Regions from separate parts of the Mus musculus genome. Here region 2 is linked to region 1. Evidence: chromatin contacts called from public promoter capture Hi-C data. All regions are on one chromosome and are shown on one strand. Each heading gives the region's core, a stretch centred on a gene start, on an enhancer-like site or on the middle of the called end of the contact. The rest is flanking DNA. Distances are from core to core; before and after follow the strand shown. Region 1 holds the start of Adck1 (aarF domain containing kinase 1). Region 2 overlaps Nrxn3 (neurexin III).

Region 1 (2,791 bases), core at 4-2,503:
GCTTCAAAAGATAAACTAAAGACCCTTAGATGTAATCAACTTTACCAACATCTGTCCGTGTCTGTTTAATATTTACAGGGAAAATATACTCACTATAATTTTTTATAGAATGGCAAGTAGGAAGTTGATGTAGGAGATGTAGAAGGGCAAAGAGAACTCAGAAAGTCTTTCTATTATGTAACTTTTGCTTTAGAATCATCAAAAAGCAACTACTTCCCCTCATACTCCTTTAAGTTTTGCACTGCATAGGAAATTTCATTCTCAACTCCATTCATGTTAACGCCTGTTGGGTCACTGGAGTCTTCGTTCCTGTCAGATTCGTGGGTCCCATTAGTATCATTAGTTTCAGAATTTCTATTGTCAGTGAATGGGGTCCCAACCACCTTATCAGGATTAGATGTTTTGTTGGACAGCTCATAGTCTGCTTTGCTCTTTTGTCCTCCAAGAAGTCCAATACCTTCTACATTTTTTTTATTGTTGTTGTTCAAAACCTTTTCCACCAAATCTAATTGATACTTCATCGTCATAATTTTCAGCCACCCCCTTGCTTCCTCCTCATTCAGTGGCTCTGTCTTACCTATTTCACACATCTGGTCAACCACAAAATTCCCCTCATCGAGTTCTAGACTGTTAAAAGCCAGGGACTTTAACAGATGCAGTAGAGTTTGTGCCCACTACTAATAGTAATGCCACTGTGCATTGCAACAGCAAATAATCCATAGCTGTCATTAGTCGGCTTGGTGCTCCATTCTTCTAGTGACAGCTTAAGAGGTATCAACAAAGGAGTGTTGGTCTTGGAAAGTCCACCACCATAACAATCAAACTCCAGTAGCAGCAAAGCATTTCAGATGAATAGTGATAATAGGCATTTTGTCAAACCAGAGACTTCGCTTTGCTTCCGTATAATAATGGCAATTTTCACAGAAATATTTAACCTCTCCTACAATTCTCTCCACTGAAACAAGGTTTCATTTCATTTCTCTCAAGGTCTTCGTTTCAACAGGAATAGCTGACTCACTCATTAGAATTCTAATTAGAATCTAATGCCTACTTAAAATCTACAGATCCAGAATTACATCATCCATTAAACATGGATCTATACTTTGACTCCTTAAATTATTCTCAGTATGATTCTTTGTCGGTATCTTAGCAGACAAGGAAAGGTTTTCCTCTGGCTCAGGGACCACAGCTGTGGCCTCTAGTCTAAGGAACAGAAAAGAACTACAAATCCCGGCAGGCCTCGCGGCACCGGCTTCTGTAGGCGCTCTGGTGGCGAAAGCACTGTTTCCTGGAATTTGGGTTCCGGGCTGCGCGGCGCAGCTTCCCTACCCTCTGGTGAGTAGCACCCGCGCACAGAGTCCTGGCCAATCCCGCTGCCAGATTGTGCGGGACGTGGAGAGCGGTGGGTCCGGTGCAGATGTGCTCCGCGACGTTTGAGCTCAGGCTCTGCCGCCCAGACGAAGCTGGGAGGAAACTCGAGCCTGTGACCCTGTCACCCTAGCTGGCGAAACCACGTGGTTCAGGTGACTCGCAGTGCCCCGCCCCCTTGGCTGTGACTCTCTCGCTCGGTGTCCTAGAGGTCCTTAGTGTGGACTGGCCACTTGGGTGGCCCAACCTTGCGTGCCCTGGAGTAGGCAGAGGTGAAGAGGGGCTACGAGTGGCTCCGCCGGCAGCCTTCAGACATCGGTGACCTTGTGGGCTCCCACGCAGAGGTAGCTGGGGCGATGAGCGTGGAGTGGTGAAGAGCAGGGGCCTCCCCAGAAGTCAGGTCACCTAGGCTTGCTACAGGCTCCAGTCTCCTTAACTCCCCAGTACCTTGGAGACTTCCAGTGCTTCCAGCAGATGTGCGGAGAGAAGACTTTCATAGTACAGCTGTCCCAGACTTCGTTGACATTTACTTGCCACGAAAGTGAGAAGCTTAGCGCTTAGTAGGCGCTCAAGATATAGTTGCGGAGTTGCTAGGAATTGGATTTTGTCCTGTGACAATTTTTCTTTAAGCGTCTTCTTGTCACTGTGGTTCACAGGCTGTGTGTATGTAGTGTGCAGCAGAGTGATGTGGAGGGCTTGTTACTACACAGAATTCAGCCCACTTCCTCTTTAAACTTCTGATTTTAGTGTGATATTTGAACTCTGGGATCGGCATGTCCAACATGAACCCAGGAGATGCCATGTCGCTACCCCGGGGACTATAAGTTTGAATGCTATTTTATAAGAAAAAGTCCATATCGATTTGTCACACTGGGTTATGGTGTGTGTGTGTGGGGGTGGGGGGTGGGGTGGGGGGTGGTTGTGTCCCTGTGGCTAGCTTCGATATTGTAGTTGTAGCACTCATGGCACCTGCTTTACACACTGCAACCCAACCCCATTACTTTATGTACATATATCCATGTAGTTTTGCCACCTGGGTCCTTTTTATCCTGGATTATATTCTCTCTTATTTTACTGTGGTATTTGGCTGATACTCAACGGGCCTTATGGTGTGAGATTTTAACTTCTGAGAGAATTTATCACACTTTATTTCTTTCCAAACATACCCCCTCAGTCCCCTCCTTGCCAGAGACTGGACTGGTGAATGGCTAGAGTGCTTGGTATAGCCATCCATCCCTGTCTTGTCTCCCAGTAGGACACACCCTGCCTGGGTTATCTAGGACTAAATGTCCGAGACAGAGAACCACTGGCCACTCCAGCCAATTCCTTGTTCATATGCACTCTGTTGGCGGCACAGACACACGTGGACTCTAGCATTTGTTCCCTTGGCTCCTTTGGGCAATTTCTTCTACTGCCTTGTCTG
Region 2 (3,185 bases), core at 409-2,908, 1.0 Mb after region 1:
CTTTCACTTCAACTAGCCTTCATCAATAGCCTCTCATAGGCTCTCTTCATGGTGCCAAGCCTCAAATTCTTTGCATGGCCCCTTCATTCCTTGGCCACCAACTGCAACTGAGGCTGGACCTTCACCAGTGTCCTCTTACAGTGCCAAGTCTCAGCTGCTCTTGATGACCCCCTCATGCCTTCTAAAGAAGAACCACCTGGGTAATTCTTAAAGATTACCCGCTGCTAGCATGAAGCCTATCTCTAGAACACAGCTTCATTTTGCTCTCAGAAAACACTTCTGAGAAGATTTAACCTCAATGATGCTGATCTCTTCTTAATCACGGATAATTTCTTAGCTCCAGCTAACCAGCATTAATTGTCCCAGTAACCCCTTCTATTTTTGATTCTAAAGCCAGAACCACATGGCCATAGCTGCCAAGTTCTGCTGCTTGCTGGAGCTGGAACATAGCCTCTTCATTCTATTAAATCTCATGAGTATTATTATTATTATTATTGTTATTGTTATTATTATTGTTATTCCCTTCATTGCCTAAACTTGGCTCTCTTGGAGCTTGCTCTGTAGACTAGGCTGACCTTGAAATCCAAGATCTGCATGCTCTGTCTCCTGAGTGCTGGCATTAAAGACCTATATCACCATGCCTGAACCCAAGCTCTTCTTTACTGGAAACTTGCTCTATAACAGGCTCGCCTTGAACTCAGAGGTCTGCTTACCTCTGTCTCCTGGAATTAAAGGCATGTGCCACCATGTTGGAACCTAAGATTTTCTTTAATTCCTTTTAACAGGATCTATACCTGTTCTGGATTGCCATTATTCCAGATATAGTCAAGTTGACAAGTGAGAATAGCTATTGCAATCGATCCCTTCTCATTTTGACACACAGTCATATCTCTTTATGTCTCAATGAAGACAATAACCAGGTGATAATAATGGCAAACATGATATAACTCTCTATGGTACAACTGCAAATGCATAAACAATAAGCTTAGTTGTGTGGCATCTTGCCCTGAGGACACCACTCCCTTAATTCCATTTAATTTCCTTGAACACAAGAATTAACTCCATTCTACTTCCCAGTGCCACTTTAATACTTGAAACATATATTTTGTTTCTTTGCCTTCATTTTCAATATGTCTGAGTTAGTGCATTGTGCTGGGACTGACAATGTGCACTTTAACAACCATGTTCTACTACTGTGGACAGTTTGCAGATAGGCTGCTTAATAATAATAATAACTTTGCTGCAACTGAATGCTGCAATTTAGAGCTCCTGGGAAGGGAAAATGGTGGGCAAATTAAATCATCTATGTCTTCTGGGCTCTATCTTGAATTTTTTCACAACTTTCTATTTTTGGTTTCATTCCACTGCACAATTAGTGCCTTTTATGTAGGGTACATATTGAGGTATGTGTGGTTTACATTGGTGGGAAGGAAAGGTTTCCACATCAGAGTTAGGCAGGGAATATTAAGTAGACTCAAACTGGGGAAGGTTTGTGGTTGGCTCCTGCAGTGTGTGGGAGTTAACACCTTCTCTGCTGCAATTCAGGATCCAACTAAAATCCGAATACCCTTCTTTTGCACTGAACATTGGAGGGTCCACAAAATAGCAGAGCACCTAAGGCTCTGTCTCGGAAGTCTGATTTCATTAAGGCTAGGCTAAGACTTACTCCTTAACTTGTATCGCCACCTACTGTCCACCTGTGTAAGAGACTTGCTTGTTTTACACAGAATTCCATCTCTAGCCTTAATGCTCAAATTTTTCTTTCTAGAAAATCACCTTTAAGTTCAAAATAGCAGCCAGCTTCCTACTAATATTAAAACTTTTCATGTATGATATCTTTATTTATTTACTTGAAAATACTTATTCAGGCCAGAGAGATGGCTCAGCAGTTAGGAGCAAGGTACTGCTCCTGTACAGGACTTGAGTTTGGTTCCCAGCATTCTTGTCAAGGGACTCACACAGCCTGTAACTTCAGATTTTATCTGGCCTTCTCAGGCACTGCAATTCTGTGCACATATCACACACATGCACACTACACACAGACACACATAAAATTAAGACTACATTTGAAACCGTAAAGACATTATTCCCTTAAGCACTTCACATTGTATCCAGCTATGGATAATGGTCTCTTCGATCCTTCCCAGTGTTCAAGTGGAAATACTTCCCAATCCAATTCCTATCCTTTTCTATTACAGAATGCTTCTTACTTGAGAAGAGTGAGGAATACTGTCCTATAACATTGTTCCTGATTCCTTTTAGAAAGGGGAAGTGTATTTTGAGAAAACCTGTTTCCTCTCAATGTCAGCCATGCTATCTTCAGAACTAGAGATGGAACTCTCCCTTTAGATTGACCATTTCCAAGTTGATTCTTAATTTGGTCATGTGTGAAAATATGCCAGTTATTTGAGCTCCCAGCTTTCATGAAGACCCACTTTTTCAAAGTAGATCGCAAAATAGCAGTATTCAAGAAAACCAATATTTAAATAGCAAAGTCTTGCTTTATGATTTCAGATCTGTGTTATATTGGACAGCATGTTTTCCAGTTGTTTGCTAAGGTCCCAAGGATGGGGATGTATGTAAGGAGACCAAGATGGCTAAACATAGTTTACCTGAGCAGTAATAGATAAAGAAATATAGATAGATGTGAGTAACACAATTCCTTCTTGGTATTAGGCATCAGATGCAGTATTCACCATGGGAAGAAAAGAAAAGCAAAACTTCTGTGTCTTTTTGTTCATCCCTTTGTCTCCACTGCTCAGATGATATCCTGGAGTTTTGGAGTCAAGTCTAACTTGCTTAACTTTCTTAAATTTCCTTCCATTGACCAAGACTTAAAGTATCTCTCTATTTAGAAATCCTCCAGAAAACCTGTTCTAAATCACACTATGACTTCAGGTTAACAGCCTCTGTGGAAAATATTAATTTATTCTTACAACTTTGTGCAGACTTCCTCGATGTCTGGAGACTATTGATGCATAGACATTCCTGGAAATGTGCCTGTCATATAGAATTGAAATCAGGCATGTTAAGCTATTACACTAACAGCAGCTGACATATATTAAGAACTTGTTGCTATCTGCCAAGTGTCCAATGTTACATGGATTATTTAATTTAGAATAACATTGAGAAATTGGTAGTGTTCTTTCTACTTTACAGATTGGAAAGTCAAGGCATATACTGCT

What was found. Promoter capture Hi-C pulls out the DNA fragments that hold promoters and counts their contacts.
Region 2: a promoter capture Hi-C map of hippocampal neurons shows a contact between it and region 1, with 10 times the contacts expected there. The contact joins the enhancer-like site here to the promoter of Adck1 in region 1. A contact is called at or near these places in 5 of 39 promoter capture datasets (the 3T3-L1 cell line, cranial neural crest, frontonasal cranial neural crest and 2 more), 1 of 484 Hi-C or Micro-C datasets (cortical neurons) and 2 of 115 datasets of contacts at active chromatin or transcription factors (large pre-B cells and neural progenitor cells).

What each region holds. Positions count from the first base shown.
Region 1 is chr12:88,359,261-88,362,051 of GRCm38.p6, forward strand. It overlaps Adck1 (aarF domain containing kinase 1), which reads left to right and starts at 1,254. Exons shown (of 11, transcript NM_001277297.1): 1 at 1,254-1,335. It also overlaps the pseudogene Gm5655.
Region 2 is chr12:89,381,798-89,384,982 of GRCm38.p6, forward strand. The region is part of intron 9 of Nrxn3 (neurexin III); the gene reads left to right. Among named protein-coding and RNA genes, the nearest start is that of Gm40537, 410 kb to the left of the region's middle. Within about 2 kb of position 1,659, at least 8 of the 459 cell types and tissues checked have an H3K27ac peak or open chromatin away from gene starts, as enhancers often do. A contact at or near this core is called in cortical neurons and hippocampal neurons, where this site is marked.